Linked DNA regions of Mus musculus: all the other regions are linked to region 1. Evidence: chromatin contacts called from public ChIA-PET and Hi-C data. All regions are on one chromosome and are shown on one strand. The core of a region is the stretch at or near the end of the contact, and the rest is flanking DNA. Distances in the headings are between cores, read along the strand shown.

Region 1 (4,522 bases), core at 1,451-3,950:
TTCCTCTGCCTCCCAAGTGCCAGGATTAAAGGCGTACTCCACCGCTGTCCCTGGCGACAACACAATTCTTGCAAGATTCTTTACTGCAGGTATCTTGAAGTCAATGAGCCAGGATTCAGGCCCAGGTTTTCAATTCCTTTAATACCGAGGGAACATGATAGAAGGGGGTGGTGGGAAGATTGCTGAAGTCAGAAAGTTGGCTTGAGATCGTGCCTTCTCCTAAATTTCAACCTGGCTGCCTTAACAATGCTGGAACAATTCCAATGACACTTGACATCCCAAGGTAGATGGAAAAAAATCTTACCCACACCCCTAGATGAAGATCTATGGGCAATTAACAACTGCACTCCAGACAGAAGCAAACAGAGAATTAGTCTTCCCTAGGAAGAGACCTCTGACTGGTTATCTAATACTGAGTGGTTAGCCCTAAAAACTTATACATGCAGGCAACACTGAATTGACTCACAGGTTGCATGTATGTACATATGTATTATGATGTATAGGTATGTGTTTGGTTTTTCTAGACAGGGTTTCTGTGTAGACCAGGCTGGCCTTGAACTCAGAGATCAGTTTGCCTCTACCTCCCAAGTGCTGGGATTAAAGGTGTGCACCACCACGCCCGGCCAAAAAAAATGCTTTGTGTTTATATGCTCATTCATTTATATGTAATAATAGTGATAAAAGACCTTGAGTTTGGGAGAGAAGAATGTGGTCAGACATGGGAGTGTAGGAGAGGGAGGGGAGAAATGAAGTTATTATTATATATCAATTTTAAGAACTATATGAAATTAAAAAAGTTATGTGTATTATTTCCTGGAAGTGGAGTTACAGGTGGCTTCCTAGTCTTCTGCAAGAGTAGTCATCTCTTCAACCTCTCTTTGGCTTTCCTTTTTAATTTACTGTTGCTGATCCCTGATAGTTTTTATATGGTTTTCATTCAAAAACCTTCTATTACCATGTGATATGTATAGGTGCTTCATGTAATTTTGGCTTTTTTGTGGTGTTTAAGACTGAACTCAAGCTGGGCGGGGTGGCACACGCCTTTAATCCTAGCACTTGGGAGGCAGAGGCAGAGGCAGAGGCAGAGGCAGGCGGATTTTTGAGTTCGAGGCCAGCTCTGTCTACAGAGTGAGTTCCAGGACAGCCAGAGCTATACAGAGAAACCCTGCCTCAAAAAAATCAAAAGGACTGAACTCACTGCTAGGACATTAGGCAAGTACTCTATAAACTGAGCTACATTTTCAGTCCCTTCCTACTTTTTATTCTCTAAACAGTCACCTATCTTTGGTTGTATAAATTAAGTCTCTACAAGATTCTTTATTCCAGATTTCTTGAAGTCAACCAGCCAGGATTCAGGTCCAGGGCTTCATCTTCAAAGTCCAACCCAGTTTCCCAAATCGGGACAACTGACCTATGCTCTGATATCTAACAAAATTAAGGAACACTTGGGACTGGGGTTGGAGAGATGGCTCAGCAGTTAAGAGCACTGGTGGTTCTTCTAGAGTATCTGGGTTCAATTCCCAGCACCCACGACGTGGCAGCTCACAACTGTTTGAAACTCCAGTTCCAGGGGATCTGACCTCATCCAGGTATACATGCAGGTAAAACACCAATGTACATAAAATATAAATAAATCAATCACTAGAGAGGGGAAGAATATTCTTGAGACTATTTCTAGTTTTTATGAAAATATTTTCAAGATCATTCGATGAGGGAAAAAATATGGTTTGACACAAAGTATAGAGAAATCAAATTTACCTAAAATGCCCGTTGACACAAAGAAGATTATTCCTGCAGCTATCCAGCTCCCTAGGAATCCCACTAAAAGGTCCTTGAATCCCAAGTTACTAAGTTCAGTGAGTGAGGAAGCAGAGGGCAGTCCAAGAGCAGTACTTAGTCACTGTTTCAAAATTGTTTTATCAAAGTTGTTAGGTCAACTAGTGCTTAAAGCCCGTGTTGGGACGGGCTTCTGATTGGTCTTAGTAAAATTTAACTTTCATTCTTCCTGTAGTGAGTTCTTTGCCCCGAAAGCACATAATGAAAAACCAATGCCTTAGACACGTAGAATTCGTCTAGAATTAGTCTACCCAACTGGGTCTGGGTCTGTCTCATGCAAAATTGCTTTTGTTGAGGATTCAATGTTTGGACAGGGGCTCAGTTGTTAAGAACACTGGGGGTTCTTGCAGAGGACCCAGGTTTGGTTCCCAGCACTCACATGGCATTTCACAACTGTCTGCATCTCCAGTTACACGTGAACCTCAGTATGCATGAGACACACAGGGAGCAGACACAATACAGGCAAACCAGATAGATGTACCCTTAAAAAGGTTAGTTAGGACAAGGGGCGAACACATCAGGATTTTAACACCGGTCTGTCTGGGTTTCTAGAACACGCTCCTGCTAAACCTGAGGTCGTCCTCGGCTCCCACACCTGTGCGAACTCAACGTCGTTTAGGGTCCCGACTGGAGAACTCACTGGAAACCATAGGCTGCACAGCGCCGTGAGAGACTAACGCTGGCAGGAGGACGCCGCGCTTGCTGCCCCACTGCTCGCCGAGAGTACGCAGGCGCGCTCCAAGGCTCACCAGCGCGCCAAGGGGCCACGCAGCCGCAGTGGAGGCCTCGTGCTCCGTGAGCGGGGCGTGGACTGGGCGGAGTCAGCTCCCCCAGGCGCGCTGACGCAATGGCCGGCGGCGGAAGGGCGCGGACGCGCAGGCGCTCCCGGGGCTCGGACGATTGGGAGGCGGGGCTACGCTTGCGTGTTGCGAGGCCCGGCGGTGGCGGCTGGCGGCGGCGGCTGTGAGGGGTTCCCGGAAGATGGTGCTGATTAAGGAATTGTGAGTGGGTCGTTGGGCTCGAACGAGGTTCCGGAATGCGGGCTGGGGAGGATCGGTGGGCTCCGCGAGGAGGGCGCTCCCGGGTCGCAGTTGGCTCCTTCCTGGAGCCCCCAAGGCCCTGTGCGGCGCCGCCGCCCTCCGCAGTCAGCGCCAGGGTCGGCGGTGCGGCCGGGGCTCTCGGGGGAGCCGGGAATGCCGGGCGAAGGGTCGCCCGCAAGTTCGAGCCCGACCCACCTCAGGCTCAGTGAAGCCCACTCTAGATCATGCCCCTGCGGTCGCTCTCAGACCCCTCATCTCTAAGATGGGGAGACACCGGCCCCACCTGCTTCACTGGGTTCGGTGCGGGGTTAAACACATGGTGCTTAACACGGCAAATAAAGACTTTTCCCAAGTTCGTCGGACTGGTCCCGTCATTCTGTTGGGAAGTTGTGGCTTCCCCCTCTGCTTAGAGCCACGGACATCACAGGAAACCGTGGTGGCGGGGAATGTTCAGCTGTCATACCTGAGCCGGTGTCCCTTGTGCAATTTCAAGTGTGACCCATTTTGTTGTTGCTGTTCTTCCTCGGCCCTGGTTTAATTTCAGATTCTTAAAAGAAGCAAAAAAAAAAAAAGACGTTAAGTTAGCTGTCTAGATTCCTTGCCTGTATTAACGTCAACCTTGTAAAAATCACTAACAAGGTTTCTCTACTTAACACTGCCCAGATTCTATTTTCTGCTCATATGTAATTTTTTTTCCTTGCCCATTCCAGCATTACAAGACCCCTTGTTCCTCTGTCGCTCTGTATGTTGGCTTTCCTTCTCTTTCTGCTGACTCGAATGCTTTTTCCTCAAATCAGTAGCTCACCTTAAAGGTCTTGGGAAGTGTGTATTGTTTGTCTTTCTGACTGTTCGCCCTACATTGTGCAGGATACTCACTCTGATACCTCCATTTTTTTTGGATCAGTCTTTAGTACATAGCACATCTTCAGCCAGCATTTGGTGTTTTTAAAGATTTGCCTGTTTATATGTGTATTTAAGTGTTTGCCTGCGTGTGTGCATATGTGCTGCGTTCATACAGTGCTCTTGGAGGTAGTAGTAAGAGGGCATTAGGCATTGGATCCCCTGGAACTAGAGCAAGAAGTGAGCCACCGTCCATGGGCTGGAAACTGAACCCAGTTACTCAGAGCAGCAAGTCCTCTTAGCCGCAGAGCCATTTCTCCAGCCCTTCAGCAAACTCTTGTTAAATGAATTGGTGACGATTCTTTTTCACTTTTAGGAGAACACTTTTAATTACATTTGTATGGAGAGGGGTGTACAGGGTAGTACACCGAGTGCTTTTGGAGGTCAGGGGACAGCTTTCGAGTCAGTTCTCTACTCCTATTAGGGTCCTGCACCTGAAACTCCAGTCATGCCTTTGCCTGCTGGGCCATCTCTGGCCTGAAGAAGTACTACTTTTTTTTTTTTTTTAGTGACAGGGAGTCTGAAAAAAGGCTTACTTTCGCATTCTGCACACAGCAAAGATTTACACTTAAAACATAATCATACTACTGAACTTTGAGTTTATGAAAACTTTCTTCCAAGTAATTTTAACAATGTATCTTGTAAACATCACCTAACATTACTCTAGTGGCAGATATTAAAACAGGAGAATATGCGATAGACAGGAACTGACTTGTGCCAAGCTACCTAGGAAGAGAGATGCTAGA
Region 2 (4,522 bases), core at 872-3,371, 170 kb before region 1:
CCAGAGTAGGGCGAGAAGTGCCTTGGCAGATGCTGGGTGTCGGGCAACTTTTCACAGAGTAGGTAGCCTTTGAACCGGGCCCTCACAGGTCATCGGGGATCCCAGGAAACACAGGACACTGGGCACACAGTCCACATCCACCAGCCTTGCATCCAAGTTCTAGCAGCTGACCATGATCCTTCTGCAACCAGCAGTGTTCTCAGGAGTCACACCATTGCCACCTGCTGTACACACCTGATGATTCTTACACGGGGTGCAGTCCACCACAGCAGCCTTCCTGCAGGTCAACACTACCCCAGCCCCACCTGGGTGTGCCATGTCTCGGGATAGAGATTCAGGTTAACAGTAGGTCTCAGAGCTAGCTGCATTAAACCTTGGCTCTCCTCGGCTTCACAGACTTACGTCTTACTGTGCTGCCTGCCCGAGCATAGCTATGCCAGCCACGCTCCTGAGAAGATGGCAGAGTTCCCTTGCCTAGTTCTGCTGTCTGCACCTGTGTCAGGCAGACGACTGCTGTGGTGGTGACAGATGCCCAAGAAAGTCTCATTAAGGGAAGACGACTTATCTTGGCTCATGGGTTCACTCCATCATGGTGGGGAGGTTACATCAGCTCTAAGCAGCTCCAGCCACGGCAGGCACGGTGTCCTCCTGGCAGGTTTCCTCCTTCTCCCCCTTACACTCCATCTCAGCACCCAACCTGTGGGAAGGTGCTGCCCATGAAGAGGGCCGCACTTAATCCTCTCACACATCAAAGGTGAGCACTAACAACCTCCTCAGTGCCTCTCACCCACACCAGCTCCTCAGTGGAGATCAACCATTACAGTGCTTTAGTCTGACCCCTCCTCTCCTGGGGTGAGCAGGACCTTGGAGTTTCCCAACAGGCCATGCCAAAATTGTGCTAAAGAGATGACCCCATGGGTAAAGAATGATTGCTGAGTTCAGATGCAAGTATCCCTGTAAAAAGCAGGGTGTGGCCACATACCTGTAACCCCCATGCTGGGAGTGGGGACAGGAAGGTCTCTGGGGCTGGCTGGCCACCACCCTAGCTGCGGACTGATTGAGAGACCCTGACTCAAGGGAGAGAAGCAGAGATCAATCAAGCAGGACCTCAGTCAATATCCTCCTGGCGTCTGCACATGCACAGTCAGGCTTGTATACACGTGCACACACACACATGCACACACACAGATACACACATATACACACACACAGGATTGTATACACATGCACACACAGGCTTGTATACACACACACACAGGCTTGTATATACACACATGCACAGGCTTATATGCATGCACACACACAGGTTAGTATGCACACACAAACAAATCATGCATATGCTGGCACTTTTGGGGTGTGTGTGTGTGTGTGTGTGTGTGTGGTTAGTGTACCATTGTAGCATCTGCCCTGCTGGAATCTCCCTCTCCCTGTTGGATACAAAGGAACAGTAGCTACAGTGTCCATGTGTAGGATCTCCAGATGACAGGATGTCTGTTGCCAAGGGAAGTCTCCGTTGATGGCCATCAAAATACTGAAGCTCTGAGATTTATAATCACAAGGGGCTGAGTGTTACCCAGACTGGGGAGCAGGTTTCCCCTGGGCACAGTCTCCAAATGAGAGCTCATGCCGCCTTCACAATGCCTCTGGCATCCCACAGGAGCCAGCGAGGCTGTGCCTGGACTCCTGACTCACCAGACAGAGCAACGAATGCGTGCTGTTTTAAGTGGCTCTGTCTGTGGACGTGTTGTTACGCAGCAATAGATAACTAACACAGTGTCTCGGCGGGGCTGAACAAGACACTGCAGTCTGAGCTCCTGCTCTGCATAAGTGCCTGGCATCTGGTAACGAGATGTGTGACTGTGCTTTACTAAACATTTCGTCCCTCACGCCTAACACTCCTAAGGAAACGAGAAAGTTTTAGTTCCCCGAAAAGAACTGAGTCAGCACCTTGATTGTCAAACTCCTGAAGCAGGTGTCCCAGATAAAGGACACCAGATGTGTCACAGCAGCTGGAGTAGGGAAAGTCTGAAATCACAAAGATTATGTCGAGTGCAGCTCTGTGCGCAGGAGAGAACAAAGGGAAAATGAAAATCAGGTTTCCTAGGGGAGGTGGGGGGAGCGTCTGTAGTGTGGTGATGGGGGAGCTTCAGGAGGCACCCCCACTTCCTGTAGACAGAGACGGTTGGCATGGTTACTGACGGAATACACATAGAACATTTTTTAACCCCTCCCCCCCGTTTCCGTGTGGCTCGATCTCTTACTCGAGCCCCAGATGGGGGTCGGGGGTCCCAGTTCACAATCAGTCCTCTGAGCTGCCTACCTCCCCTGACCTCAGGATAGCTGTGGGATGGAATAAGCTCCCTCTTACATCAAGGAAGAGGACTAAAAATTATTCTGTAAACATCTTCTGAGTGTTTGCAACTTGTTGCCTGCTCCTCTGATCTTCTCTACAGTAGCTCTCTGTGTCTGGTGCTTTTCCCATCACTGGTTAACCAAATAGTCCCAGGCTAAAAGCAGCCCAGCTGCATGCTCGGGAGCCCATGGCCAGTGGTCCCCTGGGATAGAGCTCAAATCTACTGAGTCCAGGACTGTGCAGAGCATCAGTGTGCTCTGAGCCCCCCACCCCCAGCCTTCCAGGGAAGCTCCAAGGTCAGTTTCTTCATAAAAGAGGCCATTTGCATTGTTAAAAAAAAAAAAAAACATTTATTGATATTGGCCCAGAAGCCAGGGCGGCCCACCTGTGAAGGTCTCAGTGTGACCCAGGCAGCTGCATGGGCTGCATAAACCTCTCTGTCCTCTCTGCCACGAGCTTAGGGTTTTCTCCCAAGAGCGTCCTCACCCGACTTGTTAGGAGTCTGGATCAGATTTATTTTCCCTGTCAGTTAAAAAAAAGTAAAAGACAATTTAAAAACTCTCACACAACAGGTAGCAGTGGGGAGGAAAATGTCAGACAGCAGACTGAATCAGCTGGTGAAGAAAGGCTTTTATTAGGAATGAGGAAACACACACTGAACACTCGCGCGCACACACACACACACACGCACACGCACACGCACACGCACACACACGCACAGCAAGGGGTGGGGCTTGGGAAGCTGAAGTCCAATCACACCTTGAGACTGGAGATCTCAGGGTCCCTTGAGAGTCTCCCTCCCTAATTTAGGATTGGTCAGTTTAAATAAAGACAGGGAGGCTGATGGACCCCCTACTTTGGGGTAATTCTATTCTGGCCTTAACATTTTCAGATTTGCTCACAGGTCGGGAAACTGTATTGATTGGAGAAAAAACCCGCCAGGAATCTGGTCTCTGGTCAGGAGTATGCAAGAGAAGCTGGAAGTCTGCCATCTTTGTATCTAGCTGTGGCCTTTCCTTCTGCCTGTCTGCTTATCCCTCACTCTATGAAGCAATAAAATTGTGGATGTTGCCAGTCTCACATCTTTCTAGTATTCTCTGTAGTCAGCTGGGTATGAGGCCCAGCTTGCCTCTGCTACACCACAGCCAAAGCCAAAGTCACTTCCAGTAGAACCCCCACCCCCACCTGTGACTGTATGTGTTTCCCAGCTCATACGGTTGGAACACTGTGGGTGGCAGCTCACAGGACATCGTCTTCTGTGAAAAGGGTGGCAGAAAAATGGTTTCCTTGACTTGGATGTTGGGGACGTTTTTATCAAAAAATGAACTAGCAAGCCTGACATCTTAAAGACAACGGCATTTGTTATCACTGCAAAGTTGTAAGGAGAAGTTGGAATGGGGGCAGGGGATATCTGTGCCTGCCAGTATGAGTGAACCTGATAGCTTCCTGGTATTTAAAGATTTTTCTGAATGAGATGGTGGTGGGTGGGCAAGCAGGGTGACTGTGTAGTGATGAGTGTGTGCACAGGTAAGGTCTGCAGGCAGTGCATAGTGTCGGACACTCCAGAGCATGAAGCAAGTTAGCTTAATTCTGAAGGGCACACTCTGTCCACTGATGGTACTTCTCTGTGTCCAATGTATCGCCTGACTTTATCATTTTATCTCATATATTCTTTTTTGCTGTTGAGTTTTGGTTTTGAGACAGGCTGTCGTGGAGGCCACTGTGACCATTAACTTGCTGTGTAGTCAGCGATGGCCTTGAACTCCTGCCTCCACCTCCCAAGTGTGGGAGTGCATATCTATTACTGTTGATTTCGATGTAGAGTAAGAAATCTCCTGATGATAGTAGGAGGTTATATATGATCCCATTTCTCTCCGTCACTGTAATTCCTTCTCACTACGTGGAATCCATGCGTTAGACGTGACTTTGCAGAACTGGTTTTGTAAATCCATGGCGAGATGTTTAATTTCATGTCTGAATTTATTATTAGATCATGTACGGTTTTTCCCAGCCTTAGTATGTTAACCCTCAATTTTAACAGCGCAAAACTATAGACTTCCTTTCCCCATCGGTGTGGGTGTTGAAATGTTCCCCCTCCTAATGGCCTTCCTTAGCTCCCACAATGCAACTTCAACTGACATAATACCTTTACCTCTGGACCTTTGGGGA
Region 3 (4,522 bases), core at 1,264-3,763, 130 kb before region 1:
CCCTCAGCTGCTCTTTCAGACCATGTGCCACATGGTTGCCATGGCAACTCTGTAGGAACTCCCCGCTGCTCAATCTCATCATATCATATCTGTGCTCGGAACCCTGTTCTGGGTCCCCACTGCCCTCGGGAGGAAAGCTGAAGTCCTTTACCTGCCGTTTTCATTTCTCCAGCAGCCCTCAGCAGCCCTCACAACCTCTCAAACGTCATCCAAGTGCAGCAAAGACAGACATCTAAATTCAGCTGGCATTTCACCGAGTGCCCTTTAGCTCTCTGAGGATGAGCACTGACCCCTCCTCCTCTAAGGTGCCCTACTGAGTTTATTTCTTGCCGCTCACTCAAATCCAATTCAGTATTCCCCAAGCCACTAGCATTCCTCACACCACATATATCTTCCTCCCCAGATACCATCCTTCCTTGTGGAGTGAAAAGCCTTCCTTATTCTTTTATTGCCCTGAAGCCAGAAAAACTGGCTTAGAAGCATCTGTTTTCCTCTACCTGTCAACCATTGTGCTCATGGCCCTCATGAAGTATTCTAGTTCTCTGCTGGCTCCATCATGCATTCTGATTCGGTGGTGTGTGCCTTAAGCTTGTTGGTGTCCTCTTCAGGCACTGCTAATGCTTGGTCCCAAATGAGTGTGTACGATAGTTTGCCTGCTGTTCCCATCACAGAACACCACCGACGATGTAAGTTATATATCATCCAAGTTGGTGTAGCTCATTGTTGTGGAGACTGGGAAGTCTAAAATCAAGGGAATAAGTCTGACGAGGGCCTCCCTAGTTGTGTCCTAAGATGGCAGAGAATGGCTGGACCAAGGAAGAGAGAGCACGCCCTGCAGCCTGCCTCCTCACCACCACTCCATGAGCTAATCAAGTTGAAGGCATCATCCCTCAGGCCTTCCCTGCGGCAAATAAACTTCAGTGTGTGCTCACAGAGGACTGCAAAGCCATGGCAGTGTCTGTCTGTCTGTCTGAATGGGGCAGAGGTGATAGGACCCAAGCATGCTGGGAAAGGCCAGATGTTAACCAATCCTAATCGCACACTTCTGGAAGCCACGCATGCTGGGAAACTCTGAGCATTAACTCACCCAATCACACGCACCCTTTCCCTCTTTCTTGCTCACTGAGCTCAGGCCTGTACCTCATTCTCCAGCTCAGCTTCCGTCCTGCTGGGGATCCCAGAGCCTAAAAGGCTCATGCTGGGTAACAGCAACAATTCCCAGACACTGCTGTGGACCCTGACCTTGCCTTTGGTGTAAACAGCCCCCACACTACTTCCAACTACAAAAGGCTCCAATGCCACCGCTTGCTCCATGGTCAGAGAATGTATATGAAGCTGACCTTGACTCCTAAATTTTTGTTAAGTTTTAAGATTATATATGTATGTACATCTGCATGGGGTATATGCAGGTGAGTACAGGTGTCCCTGAGGTCAGAGGTGTCAGGTCCCCTGGAGCCGGAGGTCATGGCAGAAATGAGGGGCTTCTTCAAGAACAGAACTCTGTCTTAATACTGGAACCATCTCTCTAGCCCAAACCTTTTCTTTATTTCAATTTTTTTATTTGTACGTATGCTGTATTGTGTTGAGTGTGTGCAGTGCATACAATATATTGTGCGGTGCATCACAACTATGTAGTATATCATATGTTGCATACGTGTGGTATATTATATGGTATGGGGACAGTATATAGGCATATACACGTTCAGGTGTGTGTATACAAACACACACAGAGACCCGAGAAGGACGTCAGGTGTCCTGTAACTGTCCATTTGACTTCCTTGAGGTGGGGTCTCGCTGAGCCTGGAGCGAGGCCTGTGACCAGCAAGCTCTAGTAATTCACCATAGCTCCCTCTCGCAGTGTGGGCGGACTCACAGGTGTGTGCAGCCACAATGCATTTTTCATGGGGTCTGGGGATTTGAACTCCGATCCTCATGCCTGCATAGAAAGTGCCCTTACCCACGGAGGCATCTACCCAACCTCAAACCTTTGAAATGAGCTAGAAATACAGTGAGCTTGGGAAATAGTTAAAGCATCAGGCAGCAACTGGATTTTATCGTACCATTTTAATTTTATTCCTTCAGTTAGTAGTGCTAAATTAAGCAGATTTTTCTCCTCCCTTTACACAGTCCCTTGCCCTACAGCTGTATAAGACAGTCTGATTAGCAAGGTAACTAAATAATATATTAACCTTTTGGATCTTGATCCAAGAAGTTCTCAAAGCGTGGGTACAATGGGACCTTTGTGCAAGTTTGAAGAGTGCTAATATTTATGACTCTGGACAAGAAAATCACTAGGATAGCACACTGCTCCTTCCTTTCAGTACATGAACTTAATGGCCTGTTCCTCCTGTGTTTAACATCCAGCCTCAGGAAACTGGTGCTGGCTCTGCTTTTTGAGGTATTCAAATAACAGTTTCCACAAAGGGGAAATGAAAAGGCCTTTGAGGAAGCTCCACACACCTTTGAAGTGGCTCGGAATAAAGACTTGACACTTACCAAGTGCCTGGGTGTGCCTGGTGTAGCTTCTCACGCAGTGTTCATTATTGCGTTGAAAACACACACAGGCTTGTTACCATCAGGAACAGGAGCCTCAAAGACCGGGGGGGGGGGGGGGGGCGTCGTCGGGGTCCCATAGAGAGCATGGGGAAGAGCGGCAGCTGTCTAAAGCCAGAGCTGGAGCTCACTGAGCCTCCCTGAAGAAACAGCTAAGCTCTTAAGAGAGCTCAACTGGCGTGCCGGAGGAATGCGGACAGTGAGGCACAGCTACCAGGAAACCCAGAAAAGGAGTTCATTTTCTGTGGCACGGCTTCCCATGGTCCTCACTGTCATCTCCACCTCACAGGTGGTGTGCCTGCCCACCCACCAGGAGATCCTGCCGGACCTCACAGTGCAACCACCTCACACACTCACACACACACACACACACACACATGCACACGCACACGCACATGAGTGAAATTGACAGAGACTCCATGTTTAAGATTCTTTGCAGCATAATTGTTAATTTCATGGTGACTTCAAAAAGTCACTTTTCCAGAGGCTCCTCCTGAGGCAGAGTATGCACCCCCAGAACTGGAGGAAAGCCAGGAGGCGACTTTTAGTCACTAGTGCTGACTCAGCGTGTCCCCACTTGACTTCCAGGCATCTCAGGCTGCCGCTCGGTGGCTTGGGTGTGCAGAGATGCTGCCCTCCCCGTCCTGCTGGAGAGCTGGTTGCCCTGGGGGAGGGAGCACTTTCATTTGCCAGGGAAAATTTCACTGGTGCCACTCAGAACGTCTCCAAAAGCAGTTAAAAAGTGGGACAAGGGCTCTGCCATGTGCCCAGCGCCTGTGAAACAGGCCCTCATCAGAACAGCCCCTGTGGCAGAGCTTAACGGGCTACATTCTTAAGCCAGATTGGCAGAGTTGGCCACTTACTGGAAGCAACGGCAGTCAGTAATTGCATTTCCCTGGTTCAGATGGTATGTTCTAGCAAATCCATTATGGGACACTGAATAAGACAAAGACAGCTTATAACTCGGCCCAGCTGCTGGGGGTGCTCTGGGGGGACCCATAATCTGCTCTGCGACTCGGTAAAACTAGTGAAGCCTCACAATAAGGAGACCTGGAGTTCAACCAGAAATTCCAGACTGTCGCCTTAGCAAAACAGATGGTGGCCCCCAGGTCGTGGCTCCGTCAGGCGAGCTGGCACTGTCTGCCTCACAGCTCTGGTACTTCTCATGTGCCTGATGAAGAGAGGCATCCACATTGCCTTTGTGCCCACGGAGAACCCACGAAATCCTGTCTGTGATGCAGGGCCCGTGGCGTGACGCTGAACTCTGTACTAAGCCCTTCTTCTCCAGCCTCCCTCTCCTGGGGCTTCGGGATTCTGTGTGCAGTCCTGTTGAGCTGGCTGCTCTTTTCCTTCCTGGAGAAAGGTAAACTACTTGAAGTATGTGCCAGTTTCTCGTTCTGACTGCCACCCATGCACAAAGGACTCACTCTCAAAGCAACGCATGGGCATATGTGCTGTGCCGTGGCTGAGGTCACCATGGAACTCAGAATGAAGAGACTGTAGTGGAAGCAGATACTTGGGGCTCATGATGGCTAGCTGACTTTGTGGCTTTGCTGTTTTCGCTTGTAAAATGTCTTCCTATATGTGACACAGTGTGGTGGAGGAGAGGGGGTGGGTCATTATCTGCCTGTCACCCATTTGTCACAGACCTGCTGGACACACAGGTCAGGTCACCTTTATTATAGCACCCCCCACTGAGGACGGCCAGGACTAAATGATCAAACTTCCAACCTACTGAAGAGTTCTACCCCTCTGGGAAGGGAGATGTCTCCAAGAGCAATTTTAAAGGTGAAGTAGGTGACCTGACCTGTGTGTCCAGCAGGTCTGTGACAAATGGGTGACAGGCAGATAATGACCCACCCCCTCACCTCCACCACACTGTGTCACATATAGGAAGACATTGTTTGTATTACACAGAACATCTGCTCGTCCTGATAGCGTGATCTGTGGATGGTGAAGATGTTCGAGA

What was found. A called contact is a pair of places that touch in the nucleus more often than the background predicts. ChIA-PET counts read pairs in DNA pulled down with a chosen protein or histone mark.
Region 2: a contact with region 1 is called in an RNA polymerase II ChIA-PET map of memory CD8 T cells, with 38 read pairs. The contact joins the enhancer-like site here to the promoter of Pitpnb in region 1. A contact is called at or near these places in 1 of 115 datasets of contacts at active chromatin or transcription factors (memory CD8 T cells) and 1 of 9 other capture datasets (liver).
Region 3: a Hi-C map of cerebral cortex shows a contact between it and region 1, with 1.8 times the contacts expected there. The contact joins the enhancer-like site here to the promoter of Pitpnb in region 1. A contact is called at or near these places in 2 of 39 promoter capture datasets (embryonic stem cells and hippocampal neurons), 7 of 484 Hi-C or Micro-C datasets (the HL-1 cell line, the HPC-7 cell line, cerebellar granule neurons and 4 more), 3 of 115 datasets of contacts at active chromatin or transcription factors (embryonic stem cells and memory CD8 T cells) and 1 of 9 other capture datasets (pancreatic islet).

Annotation. Positions count from the first base shown.
Region 1 is chr5:111,327,997-111,332,518 of GRCm38.p6, forward strand. Pitpnb (phosphatidylinositol transfer protein, beta) reads left to right here and starts at 2,701. Exons shown (of 12, transcript NM_019640.5): 1 at 2,701-2,837. The coding sequence starts at 2,818.
Region 2 is chr5:111,158,005-111,162,526 of GRCm38.p6, forward strand. The region is part of intron 5 of Ttc28 (tetratricopeptide repeat domain 28); the gene reads left to right. Among named protein-coding and RNA genes, the nearest start is that of Gm35628, 75 kb to the right of the region's middle. Within about 2 kb of position 2,122, at least 64 of the 459 cell types and tissues checked have an H3K27ac peak or open chromatin away from gene starts, as enhancers often do. A contact at or near this core is called in memory CD8 T cells, where this site is marked.
Region 3 is chr5:111,197,883-111,202,404 of GRCm38.p6, forward strand. All of the region lies in intron 6 of Ttc28 (tetratricopeptide repeat domain 28), which reads left to right. Among named protein-coding and RNA genes, the nearest start is that of Gm35628, 35 kb to the right of the region's middle. Within about 2 kb of position 2,514, at least 84 of the 459 cell types and tissues checked have an H3K27ac peak or open chromatin away from gene starts, as enhancers often do. A contact at or near this core is called in cerebellar granule neurons, cerebral cortex, memory CD8 T cells and 1 more, where this site is marked.